4 separate regions of the Mus musculus genome follow, and all the other regions are linked to region 3. A link is a contact called in public capture Hi-C and promoter capture Hi-C data. All regions are on one chromosome and are shown on one strand. The core of a region is the stretch at or near the end of the contact, and the rest is flanking DNA. Distances in the headings are between cores, read along the strand shown. Region 1 holds the start of Mthfd1l (methylenetetrahydrofolate dehydrogenase (NADP+ dependent) 1-like). Region 2 overlaps Akap12 (A kinase (PRKA) anchor protein (gravin) 12). Region 3 overlaps Mthfd1l (methylenetetrahydrofolate dehydrogenase (NADP+ dependent) 1-like). Region 4 overlaps Akap12 (A kinase (PRKA) anchor protein (gravin) 12).

What was found. Promoter capture Hi-C pulls out the DNA fragments that hold promoters and counts their contacts. Capture Hi-C pulls out chosen DNA fragments and counts their contacts.
Region 1: a contact with region 3 is called in a promoter capture Hi-C map of hematopoietic stem and progenitor cells. The contact joins the promoter of Mthfd1l here to the enhancer-like site in region 3. A contact is called at or near these places in 5 of 39 promoter capture datasets (the C10 cell line, the HPC-7 cell line, embryonic stem cells and 2 more), 3 of 484 Hi-C or Micro-C datasets (all in embryonic stem cells), 4 of 115 datasets of contacts at active chromatin or transcription factors (embryonic stem cells, extraembryonic endoderm stem cells, memory CD8 T cells and 1 more) and 1 of 9 other capture datasets (embryonic stem cells).
Region 2: a capture Hi-C map of embryonic stem cells shows a contact between it and region 3, with 2.9 times the contacts expected there. The contact joins two enhancer-like sites. A contact is called at or near these places in 7 of 39 promoter capture datasets (3T3-L1-derived adipocytes, the C10 cell line, cranial neural crest and 4 more), 7 of 484 Hi-C or Micro-C datasets (3T3-L1-derived adipocytes, ECoMG-derived neutrophils, cumulus cells and 2 more), 5 of 115 datasets of contacts at active chromatin or transcription factors (differentiating embryonic stem cells, embryonic stem cells, epiblast stem cells and 2 more) and 1 of 9 other capture datasets (embryonic stem cells).
Region 4: a promoter capture Hi-C map of the HPC-7 cell line shows a contact between it and region 3, with 5 times the contacts expected there. The contact joins two enhancer-like sites. A contact is called at or near these places in 6 of 39 promoter capture datasets (the C10 cell line, the HPC-7 cell line, cranial neural crest and 3 more), 12 of 484 Hi-C or Micro-C datasets (the C10 cell line, adipose-derived mesenchymal stem cells, cortical neurons and 5 more), 22 of 115 datasets of contacts at active chromatin or transcription factors (T-cell acute lymphoblastic leukemia, craniofacial prominence, embryonic basal ganglia and 12 more) and 5 of 9 other capture datasets (adipose tissue, embryonic stem cells, embryonic trunk and 2 more).

What each region holds. Positions count from the first base shown.
Region 1 is chr10:3,971,778-3,974,477 of GRCm38.p6, reverse strand. Mthfd1l (methylenetetrahydrofolate dehydrogenase (NADP+ dependent) 1-like) reads right to left here and starts at 1,403. Exons shown (of 28, transcript NM_172308.4): 1 at 1,000-1,403. The coding sequence starts at 1,223.
Region 2 is chr10:4,288,119-4,290,818 of GRCm38.p6, reverse strand. The region is part of intron 1 of Akap12 (A kinase (PRKA) anchor protein (gravin) 12); the gene reads right to left. All of the region lies in intron 4 of Gm40592 (a long non-coding RNA gene), which reads left to right. Among named protein-coding and RNA genes, the nearest start is that of Gm40592, 21 kb to the left of the region's middle. Within about 2 kb of position 1,363, at least 14 of the 459 cell types and tissues checked have an H3K27ac peak or open chromatin away from gene starts, as enhancers often do. A contact at or near this core is called in embryonic stem cells and stem cell-derived epiblast-like cells, where this site is marked.
Region 3 is chr10:4,106,417-4,109,261 of GRCm38.p6, reverse strand. Mthfd1l (methylenetetrahydrofolate dehydrogenase (NADP+ dependent) 1-like) reads right to left here. Exons shown (of 28, transcript NM_172308.4): 26 at 2,733-2,845. Among named protein-coding and RNA genes, the nearest start is that of Gm25515, 3.5 kb to the right of the region's middle. Within about 2 kb of position 1,266, at least 136 of the 459 cell types and tissues checked have an H3K27ac peak or open chromatin away from gene starts, as enhancers often do. A contact at or near this core is called in the HPC-7 cell line, embryonic stem cells, extraembryonic endoderm stem cells and 3 more, where this site is marked.
Region 4 is chr10:4,354,558-4,357,466 of GRCm38.p6, reverse strand. It overlaps Akap12 (A kinase (PRKA) anchor protein (gravin) 12), which reads right to left. Exons shown (of 4, transcript NM_031185.3): 3 at 1-2,909. Among named protein-coding and RNA genes, the nearest start is that of Zbtb2, 32 kb to the left of the region's middle. Within about 2 kb of position 1,311, at least 52 of the 459 cell types and tissues checked have an H3K27ac peak or open chromatin away from gene starts, as enhancers often do. A contact at or near this core is called in the HPC-7 cell line, where this site is marked.

The DNA.
Region 1 (2,700 bases), core at 154-2,653, 130 kb after region 3:
ACTGAGCAGTCTCCCTAGCCTGAGCTTCCATTTTTAAACAACTGGTAGAAAAACAGAAATAAGGATACTTCATAGCACGTGAAAACCACATGAAATTGAAATGTCAGTGTCCATAAAATGTTGGATTTTATCAAAAAACTGTGAGAACGTTTTTCCTTATTACAAACGTACCCATGTAACATTTTAAATTCTGCTTTTTAGTTCACTGAACCTTAAGTATTTACTGTCATGCTCATTACACCAAGTTTGTAGAGCTTAGTTTAGTTTATTGTAAAAATAATGACTACTTGTTGCGGGATATATGTGTGACAGCCCCTGGGGGCAGATTATTTTTGCTCATTTGTTTCCATAGCCCCAGTTGGGAATCAAAGCAGAAAAGGGCTTTCCCGCCCTTTGCAGGTAGGTGCCTCTGCACAGCAGTGGCCTAGCAAACTCACTATAGGGTCTGACCAGATGACTCTGCTCAGATCACCACCGGATATAGAATGAACTTTCCAGATACTGCTGCACCGGAACCTGTGTGCTCTCTGAGCAGCGATGCTCCGGAGCGGACCGTACGCCTAGACCTAGAGGGCTTCCGCAAGGGGTTTAGCCCGCCCCTCCTTCAGTAGTGGGACATCAGCAGTGGCGGGATTGTAGGGCCATCCTCCTTGCTTCTCTCCCGCCCAGGGCCGCACCGCCCTTTTCCTGTCGGCGCCACGCCCGGCGCGGTTGCATCAGAGCCGGAGGCGGGCGGTGCACGTGGAGCGGGGCGTGCGGTCCGTGAGGCGCGCGCCGGCTGGGGGGGATGCCCTCATCTACCGGGTCCCATACTCCGGACGTTCCCCTTCGCCCCCACGCCCTCTCTGCCAATCGCAAGGCGTCTCTAGCAAGTCGGAACCAAGCATTCTCTGTTTCCCGCCCTACGAACGGTCCCTCGGGTCTCCCAGCGGCCGAGAGTGCCATTGGGTCCTTGGGTCCCTGGCTAGGGACCTGCCTGTAGACAAACAGGACACTCACCTGACGATGGAGTCCATCCCGGGGGCTTCCGGATTGCCTGGGCCATGGCTGCTGAAGGTTTGGCCATCCTGCAGCCGCCGCCCGCGTAACCCCTCGGGGTCACCACCTCCGCTGCTGCTGCTTCTGCTGCCTGAGCGACACAGCTCACGGAGGCGACACGCCGGGCCCGAGGGCAGCTGCTGGCGGCCGAGCTGGCGAAGCAGGAGAGGGAGGCGGACGCTCATGCTGCTGCAGAGTGCGGGGTGACTGGTTATCCCCAGGCGCCGAGATGCGGCTGCAAGTTCTTCCCCGGGCTGGCGTGGGAGGCACCAGAGAGCCAAGCGGCACAGTAAAGGGCCAGCAGCAGGAAAGACTAGACTCTTCCTCGTGGGAGGAACTGAGGCCCCTAGGGGGCACTGTACCAAGTGGCCGTGACGTTAACAGGGCGGGGGCCAGCGGACGTGAAGCTTTTGGTTGGAGTTGCCAGAAAGTCAAGGCATAGGAGGTGGGGCATCAGCGTGGTGCTGAGCCCTTGCCCTGAGATTGTATGGCCAGCCCTTCTGCCTCAAAACCTGATGCCACCCTTGGTCTTCATAATGCAGCTCACTTTCCTCAGGAGGTAGTGGTCCTAAGTCCAGTTTAGACCTTCAGAAGGAAGTGTTTATTACGTGGGAGGTGGCCTAGGGCTAAATGTCGTTCTTAGAGTTTGCAATGCAAATGCTGGTTTTGTAGCCTTAAGCAGATTAACGTCAATGGTTTTAGGACTGAGTCTTCCAAGTTTATAATTTCCAAGGCTAGTGGGAATAACATAGTAACTTTGTAGACCACAAATGAGGTAGGGTAGAATTTGTGCAAGGCAGAGACCGTTTTTTGAGTGCTCACGCTGTCTTGTGTGCTGGAAAGATATATTTATTAACCCCAACAGATGTAAGAAATGGAACGCCATTCGTCTGATTTCTAACCAGGAGAACCTGCGATCAAGAGAAGTCATTTGGTTTGCTGGCAGAGCTGTGAGCTTGCCCAATTCCACGTGCCCTCCTCCTCTTCCTCTTTTTAAGTTTTACTTGTGTCCTTGAGCTTGCAGCAAGTAAAGGATAGGACAACCTGAAGAAACCAGTTCTCTGATTCTATCTTGGGGTCAGCAGCGGCGTGCTGAGGTGCTGGGCAGAAGGATTGTTCTAGGGATAGAACTCAACTTCATAGGTTTGGCAGCAAGTGACTATACCTGTTGAGCCACCTCACTGACACACGGGGGCCATGTTTTTGAAATGCATGGACAAGCAGGTTCCAAAGAGGGTAAAAAGTTTAAGAAAAAAAAAAATACACACATCTAGTTGGAACTTGGAGCCACAGAAACTTACTCCCTATGAAAAGTGCCTACGATGAGGTTGAGTCAGACAGTGTTTACAGGATATCCTCTGCCTTCCTCACTGCTGTAGGTTGGATATGTGTCCCAAAGGTCCATATATTAAAAACCTGGTCACCCTCTTGGTTACTGGGAGATGGAGGCATATTTTAAGAGTTGAAGCTTATACATGGAGGAATTTAAGCCCTTAGAGATGAGCCCATGGAAGGGATATTGGAATCTATCTTCTGGCCATGTCCATTCATTTATTAGGGCAGGTTTGATAGATGTCCCTTTTAGATTGGGGATCCCTAAACACAACATTTCTCATCTGTGGAATAAACTCAATACTGTGCGACATCTCCCAGGACTGTGGT
Region 2 (2,700 bases), core at 114-2,613, 180 kb before region 3:
AAACAGTCCAGCCTGAGCCTCATTTGTAAATGACAACCATTTCTTTCAGTTCCATCCATCAAGGGCTCCATCCCCCTCTGTTGTTTCTGGAGACCAGTAGTAATGGACCTATCTTAATTTGTGCGTGCGTGTTTGTGTGTGCGTGTGCCTGTGCGTGTGCGTGTGTGTGTGTGTGTGTGTGTGTGTGTGTGTGTGTGTGTGTATGTGCTTAGTGCATGAGTCAAGGTGGCAAGGTCAAAGAACAATTAGCAAACACTGGTCCTCTCCTCCCACCCTGTGGGGTTGGGGAACTGAACTCAGGTCAGTGTCAAGTTTGGTGACAGATACCTTTTCTAGCTGAGTTGTCTCACAGGGCCCCAAATACCTTTTTAAAGTGATGCTGCAGTCACTGAGAGATGCATCCAAAACTAGGGGAGCTGCACCCCTCCAGAGCTAGAGTAAATGCCTCCCTTCCACTGGGTGGGGCTGGCTGACTCTGCAGGGGGTTTAATGAGCCGCGCTTTCCTGTTCCACTAAAGCCCTAAGCACAACTGTAAGCGGGCACTCAGATATTAGCAACAATGACTTAATTCCTTACAAGTATGAGGGGAATTCTTAGAGAGAGAATTGCAAAATCTTAACTTATTCCTGGATCCAACAAGTCATAGCAACAATGATACTTCACAGCAGCACTGTGAGCGACAGAATCCCCTCGGAGGCTGTGAAGGAGACGCCACAGGTACTGTGCTAGCTGTGCACATAAAGACCTGGAGTGGGTTTGACTTAGTTCTGTTTGTATTTTAATGTTAATTTGCCCCCCCCCCAAACTGTTTGCAGGAGAGAGTCCACCCTTGAAACACTGAGGGACCAGCCCCCAGCTAATTCTGAATGGTAAATAAAGATGCCAGCAGCTCATAGCTGGGAGAAGAGACATAGGCGGGGTTTAGGTTTCCTGGACGGAGGAAAGAAGCAGAAGGGGGAGACACTCTTAGAAGAGTATGCAGGTGTAACCTCCCCCAGCCTGAAGCAGGCTAAGCCAGACCTTGACCTTGATGCCACAAAGATTACCTAGGGAGGAGCCTTCCTCCCTAGATCACTCTATTGTTCAGCCACTGCCTCTGTTCCCCTTCAAGACACTCCTACCTGCTGGGAGGCCACTATTCCGGAGACTACACCCTATCATGCACATAGTTACCTGCAGCTGGTTCCAGGCCCCAAGAATGAATTGGTGGGAATGGGCCTCCCCCACTTTATAAGGGCATTTGCCATTAAACATTTGAGCTTTGATCAGGAATCTTGACTTAGCTCCATTTTTCTCTCGACCGCCTAGTTCCCCTCCCTTTTCAGCCCCTGCTTGCCTCCCAGGTGTTTCTTGTGAGCCACAGGAAGGCTTCCAACAGGCAGGAGAGAGATGGAAGTCACCATGGAGTAGAGAAGCAAGGAGAGCTCCCTGGGCTCTGGGCCAAGAGAACGTGGCCCAGAGGGCTGACTAATTGGAATTAAGAGCAGCCAGGATGAAACCTAGAAATTAGTAAGTAGTCACTTGGAGTTATTGATGGGAAAGTGGTCTCTTAACAGCATGGAGGGGAGGCAGTTGCCCAGCTATTGAGCTACTTAAGGCATATTAAAATATAAAGGCTGTGTGTGTCTTTCATTCGGTGGGTCGTAACCCCACGCCAGGATTTATTCATTTTTAACTACAAAGACTGGAGCACCACCGAAAAGCTGAGTGGTGAGTACCTGTAACTCCAACCCTGGGAGGGATGGAGGCTGGAAGATCCCAGCTGATTGCTAGCCAGTCAGTGTAAGCTGACCTGTGAGCTCCAGATTCGGGAAGAGACTCTCAAAACTAAAATGGAGCGGTCAACAACATGGCTCAGGAGGTAGGGGGGCTTGCGGTCAAGACTGACAACCTAAAGACCGACCCAAAATCCACATGGCAGAGAGAAGTAGCTCCCACAGGTTTTCTTCTGCCCTCCACATAAACACCGTGAAACACATACAATAAAAAGATAAAGGTAAAAAGCATTTGAAAAAAATCAAAACCCAATCAAGGACAAGAGAGATCAAGGACACCCAATATCAACAAACACACACATGCATGGATAACCACGCCCACGCAAGCACCACCCTCTGTCACACACAAAACCAATTCCTATAGTTTTTTGTATTACATCTAACTTTCATTCAATAAGTTTTGGTTTTGTTTGCCTTTTTTCCAGTCTAAGACAGGGTTTCTCTCTATAGCTCTGTATCACCAGTTTTGGTTTTCAAAGTTCAGTTTTTCAGCAGGTCTATTCCCGTGTTTTCCTTTTCCATGTGCATGGTGTGTATATGTGTATGTTTGCATACAGGCACATGCATGTAGAGGATAAAGGTTGATGTTTAAAATGATGCCCTGAGGCTAGACAGATGGCTCAGCGGTTAAGAGCACTGACTACTTTTCCAGAGATCATGAGTTCAAATCCCAGCAACCACATGGTGGCTCACAACCATCCATCATGAGACCTGACTCCCTCTTCTGGTGTGTCTGAAGACAACTACAGTGTACTTACATATAATAAATAAGTAAAACTTTAAAAGAAAAAAGAAAAAGAAAAGAGAGAGAGAGAGAAAGAAAGAAAGAAAGAGAGACAGAGAAAGGAAGGAAGGAAGGAAGGAAGGAAGGAAGGGAGAGAAAAGAGAGAGAGAAAGAAAGAAAGAAAAGATTCCCTGGAACTC
Region 3 (2,845 bases), core at 17-2,516:
AATGCATTTGGCAAATGATTTCTTAGGAAAAGAGGCACTGAGGTGTGCACTATACCAGTTGACAATCTTTTATTATTTCGTAATTTTCAATAATATGTTGGGGAGAATATGTATATGTAATGTCATCCTAAAGAAGCAGGGGCACCCAGGAATACGTTCCTTAAATTCTTTTACAATAATTAATTTTGTGTATGGGTGTGTGCATGCATGTGTGGCATTCTGTGGACAATTTTTAGGAGCAGGGTCTTTCTTCCTACCATATGGGTCCTTGGGATTAAACTTGGGATGTTGTTAGACTTGGTAGCAAGCATCTCTATCCACTGAGCCATCTTGCCAGCCCAGGAATGCATTTTTACATAGGGACAAAGAAAGTGACTGTAGAAAAAATACTTGGCTACCCTCACACATCCAGAAAGTCTTCGGGATGGTGAGCCGAGGGGTTTCTATAAAAAAATCAATCGTGGGGAGGTGAAATGGGCCAGAGAAGCCTCCACACTAGCCATTAGAAAGTGTTAATCAGCACCAATTAAAGCAATTACCAAACAGAATGCGATGTGACAGCTCAGCCCCAAAAACACAGGCGACAGCTAGGCAAGGAAGGAAGTTCAGGTAGGTGTCCAGCCGCTAATACCCAGAAGGACAAAGAGGTGACGCCTTTCCAGCATTCCCCATGTGATTTCCCAACACCAGTCAAGCTGACCCCAGTTACCACTCGCGGGTGGACTGGCTTATGCTGGAATTCTTTGTTTTCAAGACTTAAGCAGCAGCAGAGGTACAGAAGGGCTATCTGCCTGCCTTCAGGACACACCAAGAGGGGACCTGCCCCTGTGTTCTAAAGCTCACAGTGTTCTGTCCATGTTGGACATTTATTTACCAGAGTCTCTGTACCAGAAACCCACACGGGAGGTAAGGGACCGCGTTCTTCCCCATGCATGCTGGAGGTACCATTAATGACTTGCTGAATAAGAGAATGAATGAATGAATGAATGAATTCTATTGAAGAATGGAGAACAGTTCTGATTGTGGACGTCAGGGAGTGGGGATTGGAGGTTAGCCTTGTATCTCAGTATCTCCGATGCCTGATAGCAATTGAATGTGGAATGACTAAGCATAACATTGCTTCATCCAGCTAGAATTTTCCCACCTGCAGGGGTCAGTTCCCTGAGTGTCATCCCGCCCCCCACCCCCCATTCCTTCTCCTTAGTCATCCCACCAGGAAGTTACCACAATGTCTCTCAGAGGAGTGATGAATGCTTGATGCATTCCAGCAAGTCTGTGGGAGGGCCCAGAGTGCGGACAAAGAAAGTAAATTCCACCCTTATTAGGAGATCCTGGCCTCCTGGGGGAATTTGCCCAGCTTGCATATGGCTTCCTGTACTGTCACAGAGTGCCTCCAAGTGACAGTGTCCTGCCTTCCTGGACCCCCTTTACTTAGGCCTCACTTCCTTCCTGATTCCTCAGGCCTGATTTCGGGCAGGCAGGGACACTCCCTCTGTCCCTGAGAGCAGCCACCAGGGGAACTTCTGCGTTGAGATAACGTCACTGATGGCTCACTCCAGGAAACCTGTGAGTAGCTGCTGCTGCTCCAGGACTGTTCCATGCATTCATTTATTACAGGTCATAAGTCAGAGAGCCAGGCCCAGGAACAGGCTGGGGGAAAGAGTCCACGCTGATTTTACAGGACAGCTTTGGTCTTAGCCTGGCCATGGAGGTGGGGGTGGGGTGGGGTGGGAGATTCACCACAGGACCATCTTCCTGGCTTCATCTATGTTTCTAAGAGACTTATTTCCTATGTCCCGACAACCTTTCAAATGAGCTAACACTAGACTCAATTCTGTCTACCAATCAGCTTCTTCCCTATGTTCAGGGTCACAAGGTCTCTCTCTCTCTCTCTCTCTCTCTCTCTCTCTCACCCCCCCTCTGTCTCTCTCTGTCTCTCTCTCACTCACACACACACACACACACACACACACACACACACATAAGACAAGGTCTCACTATATAGAGCACGGACTCAGTATGTAGATTAGACTGACTAGTCTCGGACACACAGGGGTCTGTCTGCCTCTGTCTCCTCAATACTGTGATTAAAGGTATACACCACTGGCTTTTTCTAATACTTTACTTAATAATAGTGTGACTCCTGAAAGCCACTACACTAAAATGTTTCCTTTTATGTTTAAATGTGAAATGTCCCCACTTGACAATTTTATATTATTTCATACTTTTCAATAACATGTTGGGAATAAGATGTATGTGTAATGTCATCCCAAAGGGACACACAAGATGTGTTGAAGAAGGAAACAGAGGGTGGGCCACTGATTCCCCCTCACCCCTGGGGTAGCTGTTAGGGTCCTGGCTACTGTGAGCAGCCAGCCCCAACTTGCCCATAGAAATACAATATCGTAACTCTGAGTTGCAGCAGAAGTCGGTCACTGGGCCACACTGCTGCTGAGTCAGCAGACAGATCTTGAGACCACTCACTCTCTTCTCTCTCCCAGAAGGAAATTCACTTTATGCCTCTGTGGCTCCTGAACACATGATCTGAAAATAGAAGGGCCTGGCCCGAGATGGCAGAGGTGTATTTTCACCCTGTTATTGGTGGAAGAGTGCTTAGAAAACCAGCAAAAATTGTCAATTCCATCCTGCTGTGTGATTCGTAGAGTTGGCAGAGCATGATTAAGACGTGACAGCAACACAAACTAGGAATAGCTTTGAGGTCTGGTACTCACCGTTCCCACCAAAGGATAAATGAACCCAGCCCCGATGCTGGCCCGGACATCACTGATGGGCAGAGTGAAATCCCTCGGCACTCCCTTTTTGTCAGGTTCATGAGAGAGAGAGA
Region 4 (2,909 bases), core at 62-2,561, 250 kb before region 3:
GGTTTCGGGGGCTGTTTCTGTACGTGCAAACTGGTCGACGGCTGTCTGGATGACACTCTGGACAATCTTATTGCTCTTACTCTCAAGTTCCAAGATCTCAGGTTCAGCCCTGAGGATTTTCTCTCTTGCTGCACTCTCCTTGCCGGCAGCATCAGGACCAGCATCTGGCTTGTTATCTTCATCTGATCTCTGTTTCTGGGATGCGCTCACTTCTCTTTGAAGGTCAGAATGTAGGATGCTTTCAGGAGCAGGAGTTACTATTATTGGGATGGACTCTGCCTGAGACTCAGGCCCCTGGGGCACGGTGTCCTCTCCATGCTGAAGAGTCCCGTAGCCACCGGTTTCGGAGAGCTTCTCAGCTGGTAATGATTGCGCACCTGCACACTCCAAACTTTCATCCATCTCTGAAGTTGCCACAGTTTCTTCGACCTTTTTCACAGCTTCGGTTGTTTGAGTGACTGGTGTGTCTGAGCTTTGAACTTGAACCTCTATGCAATCTGCTTTGTCTTGGTCTGGGAGAGAAGGGCTTCCTTCAAGGCTGCCCAGTGCCTTTCCCCTCTCTGAGTGAGGCATGTCAGCTGTCAGGACTGGCTTAGGGTGGGTTCCTTCATGCTCAGGAGCAGCTGTTTCCTGCTCATGTTCTTCACTGGCTTGCTCTGTCTTGGTCTCTGTTTCCTCCTTTTCAACGTCGGTTCCCATCTCTCTTTTCTCCGGGCTAATACTCTGTTCTTCATTACTCTCAGTTTCCTGACATCTGGCCACTTCCATTACTTCACTGTCACGTGTCAAGTCAGCAGTCTTTTGACTGTTGGGTCCAGTGTGCACAGGCACCTCCAGTTCTTTAACACACTGTCCGTCTTTGACTTTTTCTCCATCAAACTGGCCAGCCTCACCCTCTTGACCCACCTCAGCCTTTGCCAGAATAGGCACTGCCCCGGCAGCCAGCGCTTGTGTGGGTTCTAGAACATCCCTTCCTGGTTTTTCCCTGTGTTCTTCCTGGGCTGGAAAACTAGATGGTGTTGAAGGCCCCTCCGTCTGAGCAGCAGCTGCCTCCTCTTCAGTGACCTGTGACTGCTTGACGGCGGCAATGGCATTACTGTCCTGGCTGTCAACGGTCTCGTCTTGCTGTGTCCCGTTTGGAGTGTCTGAATCTGCGAGGGGAGTACTTCCATTTGTCTCACTGTCTGTCAAGGTTTCAGATGACTCAGGGGCCACAGCCTGTTCCATCAGCTGCTGGTGCTTGATAACCTGGCATGTGGTGGCACGGTCTACATCCTCTGTGACTTCAGGAACTTCAAGGCTCTCTGGGGTAGCCTGTACAGTCTCGGAGCCCTGTGCAAGATGCTCAGTTTCAGCTTCCTGCACGGGTCCTTCCGGCACAACATCCTTCTCTTTCTCGGTAGCCAGCACCTCGGAGTCCTCCTCTACCTCCTCCACCTTCTCCAGTGCTTTCGGCCCTGCTCTCTGCAGAGTCTGGGTTGCAGGCACCTGGGAGTCCTCTTTCACTTTGTCTGCAACGGCTTGGAGGACGGCCTGCGTCTGGCGCTCCTGTTCTTCCGTATCTAGCATGCCACCCTCTACCTCCTGAACTGGGGTGGCTTCCTCTGTGGTGTCCGGGGAGTCGGACAGCTGGGAAACTGCAGACACCATGTCTGTGGTCTCTTCTGCCCCTGATGCTTCGGTAAGTTCTTCAGCGCGGAGCGCCTCTGTGGTTTCTGCGGCTGTCACTGCTTCTGAGGTAAAATCCACTTCACTGGTGACTATGTCGTCATGGGCATCTTTGCCCCCTGGTAAAGTCTGGGCGAGTGCAGGAGTTGCTTCTGCAGTGATGTCTTTTTCAGTGACCTCTCCAACAGGCGGTGTGGCCACTCCCTCTGCGTGCTCAAGAGGTTCTGTCATGGAAGCAGATATCCACGAAGGGGACCGCTCTTCGGCACTGGTGACTGCCCTGGTCCCATCAATGACCGCGACACTCACGGTGTGAACCAGAGTCTTACTAAGCTCCTCAGACACATACACAGCCCCCTTCAGCTGGGGCAGCTCCACGTTCTCCTGAGCTCGCTGCGCTTCCAGCTTCTCTCTCTCTACCGCATCGTACTCAGACAGAGGCACAACAGCTGGGACGTCGGGGTCGTCCTCATTGATCTCTCCTGGCCCCGAGTCTTCAACGGCGGCCTGTTCTTGCTTCCCATCTGCCCTTTTCTTCCGCCGTCCAGGAATAAATTTCTTAATGGAAACCCAAGATTCCTCTCTACTTGGTTCGATCTCGGAGGCCAACTGCTCTGCACCGGAGTCTTCGGCTCTCTCTTCCAGTTTTGACTTGGATTTTTTTCGTGGAGTGACTAATCTCTTAAATGACTCCCAGGTGGAGACGCCCTCCCCTTCAGAAGGGCTTCCAGCTGGCTCGGGTGAGGAACTTCCGTGCGCTTGGTCTTGTTCCTGGGTGCTGGCAGGAAGAGCATCTGCTTCTTTGTCTTTGCTAGCCTCCTCCGCTCTGTGGCCATCCCCTCCCAGTGTTCTTGGCCCTCCTTCATCATCTGAAGAGGATGCCTTCCTCGCTCTCTTCTTGGACGATCCGACACAAATCAACGCCTCCCAAGACACTGAAGTATCCACCCTGCGCTTTGGCTCCTCTGACCTTTGCTCCTCGCCAACCGCTCTGACCTCATCCTGCATTCCAGACGCCGTGCTCTCCGTGGAGGACAAGGTGGCACTCTTGACCTTATCCAGCTCTTCTTCCTTGTCGCTCTCAGAAGGTCTTCGGACCCGTTTCTTGGGTGTCACCATCTTTTTGAAGGATGCCCAGGGGGTGATCCCTTCCCTTTTCTTCTCTCCGTCGGAAGTCGCTCCTTCCTCAGCTTCCGCTTCCTGGGGTGCTTCCGATGGCCCCTTCTCCAGACACGCGATCT